Linked DNA regions of Mus musculus: region 2 is linked to region 1. The links are chromatin contacts, called in public HiChIP or PLAC-seq maps. All regions are on one chromosome and are shown on one strand. Each heading gives the region's core, a stretch centred on a gene start, on an enhancer-like site or on the middle of the called end of the contact. The rest is flanking DNA. Distances are from core to core; before and after follow the strand shown. Region 1 overlaps Nr1h4 (nuclear receptor subfamily 1, group H, member 4). Region 2 holds the start of Uhrf1bp1l (UHRF1 (ICBP90) binding protein 1-like).

Region 1 (7,313 bases), core at 2,219-4,718:
AGTAAAACAAACGTGAACTCCTTTCAGAAAAAAAAATAAGCCCCACTCACTAATCTATGCAAATTATTTAAAAATACAAAGGTTACAATACTTAAGGATTGCCAGCCATTGCTTGGTTTCCAAGTTAAAGACAAAGCCCCTATTGTTGTTCTATTGTTGTGCTATCGAGAGTTGGTGGAGCCCTGAGGAGGGGCCCAGATCTGTGGGATGCCCTCAGATGGGACTGTGGGACCCCAGCTTCTTCCTCGGTCCCTTTTTCTTCCAGGCCATGAGACCTGGAAGCTTTTGTGCTATGGCATCAGCGCCTCACCTTTGCCCTGCAGAAGCTCAAACGCTGTGAAAAACAGTCACCAAACTTCTAAACGTATGGACCGAAATGAAATGTGTCCTCTTAATAATTCTCTCGGGTATTTTTTTAGATATTGATAAAAGCCCAACAAACACAAAGTGTCTGAATCTTTTTTAGCGAGCGTGTAGTTATCATTGATTATGCTTTGTGCTTGAACAAGTAACAAGACCTGCTGCCTTCTATGTATTTTGGATTTCTTTGTTCTTCTCTCAGCGATGGTGAAACAAGGCTCCGGGAGGTACACTGTACAAAAGACTTATGAAACAGCTACGTCCCTGTGGGGAAGATGTTTGTGCTTATAAATAAAGCTACTGACTTCTGTGGGGAGGGTCTCTTACCAAGTGAGCTCAGATGGAACAAGTTCATATTTAAGTCATGAGCAACATGAACCGCCCAGTGTCAAAGGATTACCGCTGCAAGATTGGGTTGCAGCCGCTGCCCCGGTCAGGTTCTTATTTCATGTTTGCTAAAATGAGATTGTGATCAGCCTGTATAAAACTTTCATCCATCCAGGGATGGATTATTTATTTATACAGGCCGATTTTTCTCCCTCCTGAACACATTGTTTCTCTGGGAGCGTACCAGTCACCCACACAGTTCAGGAACAATGGAGCTAGGGTCACCTTCCATGGGCTTTTATTTCACGTGGCATTCCCTCCCTGAATGTTGTCATCCCCTTGGTGACATTTGTTTGTCCGTTTGTTTGGAGGAGGAACAAGGCATATCTCTAAATCTGAGCGGGCTGTAGGATGAAAAATTAATAATGTTATACTAACATGCATTCTAATTTCTGATGAAGGCGGTGGTTCCTCATAGGGCCAGTGTTTAATACAGTGTCCCCTTATCAGATCGAAGGACAAAATTATATTAAAACTCAGGGTCGTTAATTTCCTGTGTAAACCTATACAAATTGGCTCACAGCTGCACTGAGGGGAGACGAATTCTTAATAAAAATGACTTAGTTTAAAACCCTATTTAGATAATTCACAGGCATTTACTGTCCCACCGCTATGACTTTTTATGGTAATTAAGCAATAAATAAGGAGTACGTTAAAATCAAATTTAGATGGGCCTTTCAGAATGCCGTCCGACATAGCTCATTAAAGCAAGTTATTTCAATAATACCAACATCATTCCTTCTATAAAAGTCCTCGCAACAACGGAAAACACAATCCCCAAACAAATCCGTCATTTCTTTTAGAGAAATAAGTTGCTCTTCTGACGGCAGTTTAAGGAAGTAAGCGGTCCAGCACCCCGTTCAAGAACTGAGACAGCTAGCTCGCCAGATCCTGTCCTTAACATGGGGTGGTCTGAGTTACCTGGCGCCTGCCTCCTTAGGAGGTTTTGGTGGAGTTTAATTGCTTGAGGTGGATACCTGTATACATACATTCAGCCAACATCCCCATCTCTTTGCACTTCCTTAGCCGGCACTCCTGGCACTTCCTGCGCATGTACATGTCCATCACGCAGTTGCCCCCGTTCTTACACTTGTACACGGCGTTCTTGGTAATGCTTCTTCGGAAGAAACCTGTGGGAGAAACATTGGAAACTGTAAGAAGGTCCCCAACAAGTTTTCAGGATATATATGTGGAGTCAAAAAGTTCTCAGGAACCGCTGGGCATCACCCGGATGAGCCTTGAGCCAAGGGGATGTAGCAATGGACATTTCACCGCGCGCTGTTATAGAAAAGGGAGCTATTTTAAATTTATCTCTCTAGAACAATAACAAGTGGAAATTAGGGACTCTCAGGGGGAAAAAAATCAGGTTTTTTTTTTTTTAAAGAATATATTGCTTCCATTTATCTTTATTGGGGGACAATTATGGGCCAGTAAGTGCTATGTGCTGACGCTATAAAGGCAAACAATCCGTCCCTGCCCTCGCAGAGTTTAAAGGTTGACCAAAAGCAAATGCATGCAAATAACCAAACAAGGAAAGAGTAGGGTTCGTGTGGATACTGTTGGACGCTGTGCTGAGGCAGGACGCATGCAGGGAACTGTTAATATAGCAAGTGAGGGGTTAGAGATTTGGCACTGGAATCAAGAGCACTGGGTGCTCTTGTGGAGGACAGGGTTGGGTTCTCCAAACCCACGTGGTGTTTTTACAGCCACTGATAACTTCAGTTCCAGGAATCCAACACCTTCTTTCGACTTCCGTGAACATCAGGCATGCAGGCGGTACACACACACCCATGCGGACAAAACTCTCATACAACACACAAAATTAAATAAATACTCCTTTTTTTCAAAACCTCGAACGTGAGCAGCAAGCAAAAATCTAGAACACGTGTTGTTGTTTACCAGGTAGTTAGGAAGAAAGTTACTATTCAAGGTTTGAGTTTTTCCCCACTAATATAGACAGCCTTGCCTAGCCATAAAAATTGCCAAGCGTGATTTAAAACGCAGTATCTCCCCAGAGATGAACAGTCTAGCTGCAGCCAGTTCAGATAAGATGCATCAAGCCAGGAAGAGAATGTGACTCTTCCTTCCTTCATGTCCTCATCTGCTTGTTCTTCAACGAGTTAACCATAGCTTCCAATATTCCCAGGGTTGGTGGCAGTAAGCAGGGACATGTATTTGGGGAGCGAAGAAGTAACAGAAAAACTAATGCTTGTTTGGTACAGAAGTTTACACACTCACAATTTCATTTTCTTAGGTTTTGATGACATGCTGTAGACCATGATTCAGAGATAAGCCCCTTGCAAATTTTGAAATTACACATTTCTGAGTAGTGTGATGAATGGGATTTATTTTTATTTTTATTTTCTTGCAGCCTCACCCAGGATTAGAATCATTCCTTCAGCCAGGAAATCCATGGTGTACTGATTACCTATCCAGTGGCATTTGAGAGATCTCATGTGTGCAAGAAATTCTATTGCACATCATTCACATTTTTTTATTTTGTCATTGATTATTACTGATAATTTTCCTGTGCCTAATTCATGCCTGTATAGCTGTGTATATGATTCACAGTTTGAAGCCACCACTGGGTATCTTGGGATGTAGCCACTGTGGATGAAGGTGGACCATTTTGTTTTCATAACTGGGGTATATGTGGCAAATTTCAAAGTTAACACTTCCTCTCTTGGGTTGGGCTCTTCCCTTCCTGTCACTGGGCTACTTTCAGTCATGCTTCCTTGATGATAACAAAGCAGTTTCAATTCTAGCTTTTTCCATTCTAGGTTTACTCCTGTCCTACTTGGTGTCAACTGTCAAGTTGACAGCACCCAGAATCACCAGGCTTTTTAAAAGTCTCAGTCAATTGGTTTAATTAGGTTGGTCTGTGGGCATGTCTATGAAATAATCTTAAATGTTAGTTGATGTAGGTGGGCCCAGTCCACTGTGGTGGTACCATTCCCCAAACAGATGGTCTTGGGCTATAAGGAAGCTAACTAAACATGGTCCTGAACACCCCAAGGAATGTGCCAGCAAGCAGTGTTCTTCCAGCCAGCTTGGTTTGTGTTGTACTACTTTGAGTATAAATGAGTTTTCAACTGGAGGCAACACTGCAGGAAACAGCAAGCAGACCTGCCTTGACTTCGCTCAATGATGGACTGTGACCTAGAAGTATAAGTTGAAATGAGCCCAGTCTTACTCTAAGTTGCCTTTGGGCATCGAGTTTTATCACAGCAGCAGAAAGAAAACAGAACAACTCTATATCCTTTGCACTGAGGTCTTTCTGTTTGAAGTTCTTATCAAGGACTTATAACTTCATAAAGACTTGCTCTTGTCTAAGACATAAGTTGTTATTTTAACAGATGTTGGGTTAATAGCATTTATTACTTACATTCTATTGCTCGAACCACTTTGCCACCACTTAGCTACTTTATCATAATATCAATTATTCTCCTCCCCTATAATATAAAGGAAAGGAAAGGAATACAGAAACATTAAATGTTTGGCCTTGATTTGGGGACAACTGAAAATCAGGAAGACCCTCAATTGCTCTGCTCTAGTTGCCTCTCCAGGGACACAGGACAAGCGAGAGTAGCTTAACACTCAGCGCCGACAGAGAACTGCATTCTCTGATGTTCCAGCTATCAAGATGGGCAAGGTATCCCTGTCTTCAGAACTCTCAGCTTGGGAATATGAAGAAGTAAATTCAGAGCAGAGTACAATATAGGCTGACAGCTAAATATGTAATACATGATTGAACTATGGAAGAAGAATATTAGGATATAGAACAGAATTTTGAGTCATTTCTATGTGCTTACAAAGGTTGCAGTGTGTCTTAGAGGGGGAGAACAATAATCCTGCAGACATGGAGAGTTGCGTATTTATTATGGGAACTATGAAAAATAGTTATCCATTATCCAGCTATCATTCAGAAAGTTTTACAATAAAATAACTCTAATCTAAGGATCTCCTGATGCCTAAGAATCAAATGTCAAGCTAGGGTAACCCTAATTCCAAGTTGGGAAATCAGAAAAGGCTCTTTGAAAAATTTGAATGAGGGCTTACAGAATAAGTTTTGAAACATGTACCATGCGGAAGGAGAGACCTTCCGCGGATGAGCAAGGCACAGTTGTCACAGAAGTTCCTAGGAAATGTAGATGATCCATTTTGGTAGCAGGGTAAGGCTTGGGAATATTAGTGAGGGGTGACTAAGGGGTTAAAGGGAGAAAGTAGTGTTAAACGTCCTTGAAAGCCACACAGAGCAATCTTTGCTATGTAGGAAAGGAGAGATCCGTCAGGAATTTGGTGATAGAAGGTCTGATTGGCAGAGAGAATCCTAGAAGGCAGAACAAGATGAAGAAGTGTGGAACTAGAAACTGGAGACAGAAGACAGGAGACCATAACATAGCTGAAAGGTTAGAGATCCTAGGCTAGACTGAGAGAGAGCTAAAGAGAGAAATGGGAAGGACAGTCTAGCCTTGGGTAACTAGCTAAATATGAAAGCAGGGGCTGCAGGGAAAGGTAGATATATCAAACGTAACTTAGCCGTGGTCGCCCTTGTCAATTTGTCAGTTGATGTGAATTTCACTAGGGAAGATCGGAACACTTTCCTAAGTGTCAAATCTAACCCAATAAAATCTTTAAAATAACAACATTCTATGCTTCAGATTAGCACTGATATCAAGAGTACAGATACCAAAGTGTGCACTTTTAGTGAGTAAAGCAAAAGGAACTTTTCCCCCAAGGCCAAGCCCTGAACTCAATGATCATGTTAGCTTGCATGACTCAGTCTTTCCATGAGTCTTTAGCCCCACCTAAGAATGACACCCTTTAAAACTGTCATAGATATGGAGAGACCGCTCAATACTGAACAGAATAAAACTCCTTATTCCAAGAAGAATCAAAGAAAGGGTGCACAGAACAATACTGCAGGCTTTTCTTTCTTTCTTTCTTTTCTTTTTAACTCTGGTATTAAACTGAAAAGGAAATCATTATCATATCAATAGCTGAATTAATTAGCTTTCACTCTGGGAAAGCAGCACAATATTATCACTACATCATTTAAATGTGGGCACATATACAGTATTTATACTTATGCAAATCTAACCACACACACTGTGCCTTTATCTTGCGCATATTCAACAATGCTCATATCAGAAGAGTCATTTGAAAATGAATTTATACGAAATTCTCAGAGGATCAGAGCCTTCCTGATAATAAAAGACGAGTGGTTGAGAGGACTGGCCTTGCCAAGTTGGGGGTAGGGAATCTCTGGCTTGTAGAACAGCTTGGGATGGTATTTTCATGGGTCTTGTCATCCTAATGTACATGCCTGCATGTATGCCTCATTGGACATTGGTGTTTAAGGATTCCTATGTTTTAAAAACAGCAACAAACATAGAATTCAGAATTCTTTATGTAGAATGTGGCCTACAGAGAGATAACTTTAAACACAGCACTTATTTTCAGCCAGACACACAGTTCTGAAACACTTTGCATATCCTTAATCCAATGAGGTAGGTGCTATCATCCTTTCTCTCCCATGGGAGAGGAACTTGAGTTGTACAGAGGATAACTTGCTCAAGGTCCTACAGGTAATACACTGTAGAGTTTGAGTTGGAATCCTTGGAGGCTCAGTCCAGACGTCAACCACTGCCTTCACAGGCCTTCAAGCAGAATAAGAAGTTTGTATCCCCCCAAAACGTTCTTTCAAGACATTAATGTCCCCAAATCTCAATACTGCATGGAAACAAAGATCTGTTTCCATACTCAGGCCGAGTCCACGAGTCTTTCTCAGTCATTTTAGTAACGTTAAAATTAACCAAAATGTTGAGTTATGAAAATTAACCAAAATGATGTATTATGCCTATGTGCCTAGTTCTTGCTCCTATTGAGTTTTCCTTTTCTATCCCTCCCAAGAAGATGGGCATCATCTTTTGTGTTTTGTTTTGTTTTGCTTTGTTTTGTTTTGTTTTTCGAGACAGGGTTTCTCTGTGTAGCCCTGGCTGTCCTGGAACTCACTTTGTAGACCAGGCTGGCCTTGAACTCAGAAATCCGCCTGCCTCTGCCTCCCAAGTGCTGGGATTAAAGGTGTTCGCCACCACCGCCCAGCTGATGGGCATCGTCTTATGCCCACTCACTCCAGCAAAAGCTAAAGCCCTCTCTCTGTCTACATAAATATAACTCTTCCCCAGGGCTTTCATTTTCATTTAGCCTGTCATTGAAAGGGTTGTTAAGGATCGCCGAAAATATAAAAGATCAGTGACTATTTCTAGAGTTGGGAGGAGCAGAAGCAGCTTAGCTGGGAAGAGATGTGGAGAACTTCCCCAGAGCTTTGGGACGGAGTGAATTTCACAGGTTCTGTGAGTGATGACCCAGCATCCATGAAAAATCCCCAGGGAGGAGGGAAAGCCCGACAGGGCCTGGGGATAGAGCTCAGCAGTAGGCTGCCTGTGTAGCATGCACAATGGCTGTGAAAAATTACTCATAAGGTAAACCTATGCAGAGGTGACTTCCTAACGAGCTAATGGAAAATGAATTGGTTTCAAAAGAAATTCATTTCAGAATCTATC
Region 2 (7,313 bases), core at 2,220-4,719, 260 kb after region 1:
CCATATCTGGATTAGCCCAAGGTGCAGGAATTACCTATATCTGCTTATAACATATTTTCTTTCTTTCCTTTTCTTTCTTCCTTCCTTCCTTTCTTTCTTTCTTTCTTTCTTTCTTTCTTTCTTTCTTTCTTTCTTTTTTCCTTCCTTCCTTCCTTCCTTTCTCTCTCTCTCTCTCTCTCTCTCTCTCTCTCTCTCTCTCTCCCTCTCTCTCTCTCTGTTTCTTTGTTTCATTTTGTTTTTCAAGACAGAGTTTCCTGTAGCCCTGGATGTCCTGGAACTAGGCTGGCTTTGAACTCAGAGATCTGCCTGTCTCTGTCTTTCAAGAGTGCTGAGATCTAAGTTGTGCACCACCATTGCCCAGCTTGCCTATAACTTTTAAAAATGCTGATTAAAGAATGAATAGTTGTTTTCCTCTTTCTTTCTTTCTTTCTTTCTTTCTTTCTTTCTTTCTTTCTTCCTTCCTTCCTTCCTTCCTTCCTTCCTTCCTTCCTTCCTTCCTTTCTTTCTTTCGTCCTCTCTCTCTTTGAGACATGGTTTCTCTGTGTGGCCCTGGCTACGTTGGAGTTCGCTCTGGAGACCAGACTTGCCTCAAACTCAGAGCTCTGTTTTCCTCTGCCTCCATAGTACTGGGATTAAAGACACACACAACCACTGCTTGGCTCATTTTAAACTTTAAAATTAAGTTTGCATACCATAGCCAAGTTAGATTTGACATGTGGGTTATATGTTCATACAAATTAATATATCTCAACTAACCAGTAAATAAATGGTATATAAGTGTCCTTTTGGATATATGGTTTTATAATCAAAGGGCTCAAAAAAGTTAAAATGCTAAAGATTAATTGCACCAATTTTTCCCTAACTTTTGCATACACTCGTGTGTACTATGAGTACATATAAACTAAAATTTTTAAAAATTTACTTTTATGTGTGTCATGGTTTGTATATTCTTGGACTAGGGAGTAGCACCATTTGGAGGTGTGGCCTTGTTGGAATGGGTGTATCACTGTGGGTGTGGGCTTAAGACCCTCACCCTAGTTGCCTGGGAAGACTAGCAGACTTTGGATGAAGAGATAGAACTCTCAGCTCTGCCTGTGCCATGACAGCCTGGATGCTGCCATGCTCCCACCTTGATGATAATGGATTGAACCTCTGAACCTGTAAGCCAGCCCCAATTAAATGTTGTGTTTTATAAGACTTGCCTTGGTCATGGTGTCTGTTCACAGCAGTAAAACCCTAACTAAGACAATGTGTATTGGTGTTTTGCCTGCATGTATGTCTGTGTGAGGGTGTCAGATCTTGGAGTTACAAACAGGTATGAGTCACCATGTGGATGCTGGGATTTGAACCCACTTCCTGTAGAAGAAGAGCCAGTGCTCTTAACCACTGAGCCATCTCTCCAGCCCCTATGCTAAAATGATGAAGGCAGGGAGCTGCTGTATTAGAGTTATTATGACTCTGTAGGAAGTCCAGGGCAGAAGAAAGGTGTCTGTGGGTGTTGGCAGTTTGAAGTACACTAGACTATCCAGTCTGTACTGTGCTCAGAGGCTGTCCGAGCCTCAAGAACTTCCTTGTGTTCTGTTGCTCTATGTTTGTTTGTCCTAATAGTTCATAATCAGGGCGAAGCAGGAGGTTTGGCTAGCCTTTCTTTGCCCCTCCCCACACCCTATGTTTGGTTTGTCAATCAAATGTTACTTTTAACATTTATTCCTCTGCAAATACAGCTGATTTCCACCTAATCATTTCTAAGAGAAGAAACTTCAGGTCAACTGAAGAAAAGGGTTGGGCCGGGGGATAAGGGATGTTATCTTACTGAATCAGAGACTGGGGACAAGGGATGTTATCTTACTGAAGCTCAGAGACGGAGAGGAGCAGGGTTCTGGGCAGAGACTGGGAATGAGTCACCCAGCTAGGGACAAGACCTGGCTGGCTGCAGGCGGCCTTCGCTAGTCTAGTAAGGCTCTGAAGTACAACCCATCACTGTCATGCCAGCTTCCAAGTAGGAGTCAGTCCCAAGACAGGCATTTTTATGAGTTGTTATGGATCCTATGTCCAAGTAATAAAATCTTGGCTTTGTAGTTATTTTTATTTTTTTATTTTTTCAAGAGAAGGTGTTGCTAAGTAGATCATGGTGACCTCAGACTTGTAGCACTCCTCCTGCCTCTGTCCCCGAAGGGCTGACATTACAGACCCATGTGTCACTACACCCAGCTTGGTTCCCTTCAAACAGCTCAGATTGCTTTCATCCTTGCACAGTATTTGTGTTAGCAGATTCTTGTTACCCTGGCATGCTTCAAGCATTGTGAACTCTAATGCTGCTTCTTCCCACCTCAAATGGCTACACTGTCTCTCTCTCCCACCTGTTTATGAAATATTTTAGTGATTTATATCTTTTTCAAAACCTGCTTCTACAACAGGTGGCCAGACAATATGGCCCAGACACACCAACAGTACCTACTAGGGCCCCTACCAAACCATCCCTAAGGGCAGACACTATATTTTAAAGATGATTAAAAGTGAGGTTAACGGCTGAGAGAGCTGGCTTAGCAGACAATACACTTGCCATTCAATCATCAGGACTTGAACTTGAGTCTCCAGAATTCACATGAAGCCAGAAGTCTGTAATCCCAGCACTCTTTAGGCAATATGGGAGAGGCAACAAGAGACCAACAAGAGGATCCTAGGAACCAGGTAACCTGGAGTACACAAGTAGCTGTTGAGGAAGAGATAGAAGAAAGTGAGGCACTACACCCAGGGCTGTTCTCTGACGTCCCCTTGTGTGACCAAAGTCACATTCATACATGAAGTGAAACTAAAGCTGAAAACAATCTTTCCAAGTTAACATAGCTAGAAAATATTAGAACCAGGACTTCATTTTGGGCATTCCATTTCAAAATTTCTACTAAGTGTGTCTATGTGTGTGTGTGTCCAGAGGATAACTTTCAAGGGCAGTTCTTTCCTTCATGGTGGTTTGGTCATCAAGTTCAGATCATCAAGCTTGCTTGACAAGTACTCTTGCTGGCTGAGAGCCATCTCACTGGCTCTAGACTTTCTAACTTCTAGGTCTTTAGGTATATTCGGTTAAATATGACATGCTGTCAATTTTACTTCCTTTAAGGTTAGACCAACGAATGGAAACATTAAATTACAGCCGTTAGTCTAAGGGAAGGATCTTGGTAAAAGAAACTGAGATTAAAAAGCTGAAATGGCCAAAAGAATAACATAAACAGAGCTACTTGTAGAGCAGAAAGTTGAGTTCGGAGGAAATGAAGAAGCAAGACTAGGATGTCAGCGAGAGAGGCACAGACAAGATGAAAGGGATGAAGAAAAGATGAAAGCCCAAGTACCAACTAGGAAAGGGCAGCGGAGGACCTAGTGGGAGTCCGAAGTAGGCAGGGCTGAAGATTCCCGGAACTCCCACAGGTCCCGCCCACCTCGAGCTCGCTCCGCCCCCCCGACTCCTCTCCCCGCCCCCGGTCTCTTAGGTGATGCTGCAGCCAAGATGGCGCTGGCGGCGGCCGCGGCGGCCTGAGCGTCATGCTTCGGGCTCTCGGCGGCGGCTGCGGCGGCTGTGGCCTCGGCCAGGCCCTCGAGTCTCTTCTGAGAGTGATCTCTCCGGCGCTTCTCCTCCGGGCCGGTGAGGCGGGACCGAAAGAAGACTGCCGCGAAGTGAGGAGGCTGTGAGGAGCGACAAGAGAGCGGCGCTCCAGCCCGGCGGGCACCATGGCTGGGATCATCAAGAAACAGATCCTGAAGCACCTCTCCAGGTCAGCGAGCGCTCGGGGCCGGTCCCGTCCGCTGGCCGCCGGTTCTCGGGTCCAGGTCGCAGGTTCGGGCTCTGCCGGTGCCGCTGGCGCCCCCGACCGGCCTCCGGAGTCACGCGGAGGGCGGCGGGGCTCGGCGGGCCGGGGTCTCCTCCTCCGCCGGGGGCCGCTCCTGCGCCGAGGCTGGTGACGTCCCCGGCGTCACTCAGGTGCTGGGTGGATGGGGTTGGGCTGGGACCCGGTCCGGCTCGGAAGCTCCCGGGGCTCGGAGCCGAGCGGCTCCGTTAGCCGAGGACTGGGGTGTGTGTGTGCCAGTGAAACGTTAACCTTGGGATTGTTCTCGGTGCCCCCTACCTGGCGTCCCCGCTCCGCTGCACGGGAGGGTGTGCTTGTTTGCACAGTTCGGATTTGTTTTAGGGGAAATTAAGCAGGACTTCTCCGCTTCGGCCAGTTCTCCGTGGAAGTCGTTTTCAGTCCCGCATCGCGTTCGTTCTTGCTGCAGAGTTTTCCGATTTTGTTCCGCGACCCTTGAGTTCAGGGAGTTAACGTCCCTGGTGTTTAAACCCCAGACGTGTCACTCTTTCCATTTCATAACACAGTTTTAGTCAGAAACATGACTCAGTAAACTGGCAGTTTGTTACTGCTCTTGGCTTCTCCATATTTGTCTCAAGAAACAGGCTAAATGTAGGACCCTGTTCCAAGTTGGTGACAGAGAATTAAAAGCTCTTGGTTAGGATCTCTTTCTCTCCTCTGTTATTTGTAAGTTAATGAATGCTTTTAACTGATTAAAGGAACGTTCTCAGGTTTAATGATAGACTTGTATAGTAAACATGTCTTCATTTTCTGGATATGTGTGTGTGTGTGTGTAATACATATATATATATTACAGTTGAGAACATATTGAACAAAACAATACTATGATTCAGCAGATATTTTCCTGACATTATATCTTTATATTGAATAAAATTTAATACACACAGTATGTATACATAAAGTATCAAACTATAGCAAAGTTTGTGACCGTGTGTTTGGTTCTTAGTATCACTAATTAGAGAGAGAGAGAGAGAGTGAGTGTGTGTGTGTGTGTGTGTGTGTGTGTATTTAAACAGGTTAAGTAGCTCAGGCTGTCCTGAAAATAAATCTCAGGCTACCCTCAAGTTCAGTGTCATCCTGCCTCACCTTCCTGAGTGCTGAGATTACAGGTCTGTGCTACCATGCTTTGTTGGATTTTTTTTAATTATATAGATAGTGCAATACTGAGTCATCTTATTTTGAATAATGTTTATTACTTAGGGTGAGTCTGACTCATGAGATACACTTCGCCCTTGCCTATTTCAAGAGCCATAAGAAAATTCAGATCCATAGACACTGATTTTATTGCCCTTTTCTCTCCCAGGGATAATGATACTGTACCACTCTGTATGCCCAAAAGAAAATCTAATTCAGTCGATAAGTGCCTTAGGGCATTATCCTTTAATTCTCTTGTATAAGTCCATTTGGGAAGACCTCTTAAGAGCAGGCGTGTAATGGCTTACTCTGCCACATAGATAACTCCCACATACTTAGAGTTAAGCCCTTAGGATTACATTATAATCTTCCTGATTTCTTACACCTGTGTGGTAAATAGTAATGAGCATTTCATTTTAAATCAGAAAGTTTCTAAAACATAGCATTTTCTTTCTTTTTAAATGGAGAAACCATTTGTAGTTTTTTTTAAAGATTATTATATTTTTATTTATTTACTGTATACATCCAAGTGTGCACATATGTGCCTGATCCAGTCTATGTATGGAACATCTGAGGATAACTGGTGCTCACCTACCACACCATGTGTGAGTTGGAACTCAGTTTCCCAGGCTGGGTTAGAGTGCTGGCCTAGCATGAAAGCTGCCCTGAGTTCAGTGCCTAACACCTTATATACCTTATAAAGCGGGTGTGGTGACAGATTCCTGTAGTCTCAGCGCTTGGGAGTTGGAAGCTGTCAGATTTAGATTGTCCTTGGCAGTAGAGCCTGAGGCCAGCCTGGAATGGTGGAATCCTCTGGGGGAGGGCGTTGGAACCTGTACCATCAGAGAGAGGAAACATTAGGAAAATGCCCAAGTTCTTCCAGGCTCTCCTGCAGGGACTCTTCCAGGAAGAAGTCTGTCTAGAAAAATAGAATGGTCACACTGAGTGAAAGTTGAGATCTTAAGATTGAAACTGGCAATTCTGGAGGCTGGCCAGGACTTTGGACGTTGGCATATTGGACCAGTGAGGAAGAGGAACTGTTTTATAAGAGACTGACATATGCTTTATGCTTTAAGTAAGCGCTGCTTGGTTTGAGTATTATAAGTCATCTTATAAGAAACATCTCTGTTTCTTGCCTAATGTTTGTTTCCTTAGTGCCTCTTGCTTTAATGAGAAGTTTGTAGACTTGACTGATCTGAATCAACTTTGGGGTGTGTGAAGAGAGACAGGAAGAGGTTAGAAGTGTTATATTTTAGGGGAAATGAAACATGAAAAGCCTTTGAAAGAAATTACCCAGATTTTTTTAGGTCAGCACAGGGTATGTGTTGAAGGTGGTTATAGGGGAATCCGTCCCCCCCCCCCCCCGCCCCCGCACCCCGTAAGAGGATAAGAAGTTCTTTAAAACATTCATATATAAGAAAGGAAGATGGAGCAGGAACTACCTGTCATTTCACCATTACACCTTTTTATCTGTTGCTCTGTGTCTCTCTGTACATATGTGTGTAGGTGTATGTGCAGGGAAAATGTAGTTGAAGTTGTTGAAGATCTGACCACACACCTGAGATAGTCGGAAGACAGGCAGGGACAAAAGGTACACATTTAATTAAGCTGGGACCTGCAAAGTGATATGAAAGATCCAAGCACAAATACTTGCCTCCCATCACTTAGCCTCAGGACATAGTATATGATACACAGGTTTTTCTGCAGATTAGGAGTTCACTTGGTAGACTGTACCTCATGGGGTGGAGTCTCTGTCCTGTTTGAAGCAATGGTTGTCAACCACTGGAACTTTGTTCCTTTGGCAATGGTTTTGATTATTGTGACTTGGAAGGTTGTCACCTGGTAGGTAGAGGCTGGGGATTCTGCCCAACACTATCACGCACACCCAGCACAGACCTCTAATATGAAATCACATCTGGCCCAGATGCCAGCAGCCGAAAGGCTGAGGAACTGGTTTCAAATATGTAGATGTGTATCAAATGATGGAGCTCGATAGCTTTGCTGGCTATGGTTATTTTGTCTGCAGGCAATAGAAATGTGTCAACTTAAGTAAAAAAGGGAAATATAGTTGAAGCTGTTGGGTGGGTCACAGATTCAGAGGAAGATCTGACCACACACCCTGAGACAGGTGGAAGACAGGCAAACTCTTTGAATTTCCCTGGGCCTTCATCTTAGAGCAAGGCCTGTCAATTTCAGATAGTAGACTAGACAGTTCTTTGCTGTAGAGGATTCCTCTGTGCAGTGTGGGGTGTTTAGTATTTCTAGGAATTTCCAAAAATTCCCTAGGGGATAAAACTGCAGCTGATTGTGCAACTTTGGAGT

What was found. HiChIP or PLAC-seq counts read pairs in DNA pulled down with a chosen protein or histone mark.
Region 2: an H3K4me3 HiChIP or PLAC-seq map of bone marrow-derived macrophages shows a contact between it and region 1, with 2.5 times the contacts expected there. The contact joins the promoter of Uhrf1bp1l here to the enhancer-like site in region 1. A contact is called at or near these places in 4 of 39 promoter capture datasets (the C10 cell line, cranial neural crest, hematopoietic stem and progenitor cells and 1 more), 4 of 115 datasets of contacts at active chromatin or transcription factors (bone marrow-derived macrophages, embryonic stem cells and extraembryonic endoderm stem cells) and 1 of 9 other capture datasets (liver).

Annotation. Positions count from the first base shown.
Region 1 is chr10:89,481,648-89,488,960 of GRCm38.p6, forward strand. Nr1h4 (nuclear receptor subfamily 1, group H, member 4) reads right to left here. Exons shown (of 9, transcript NM_009108.2): 3 at 1,737-1,877. Among named protein-coding and RNA genes, the nearest start is that of Nr1h4, 21 kb to the right of the region's middle. Within about 2 kb of position 3,469, at least 18 of the 459 cell types and tissues checked have an H3K27ac peak or open chromatin away from gene starts, as enhancers often do. A contact at or near this core is called in bone marrow-derived macrophages, where this site is marked.
Region 2 is chr10:89,741,522-89,748,834 of GRCm38.p6, forward strand. Uhrf1bp1l (UHRF1 (ICBP90) binding protein 1-like) reads left to right here and starts at 3,470. Exons shown (of 21, transcript NM_029166.2): 1 at 3,470-3,767. The coding sequence starts at 3,724.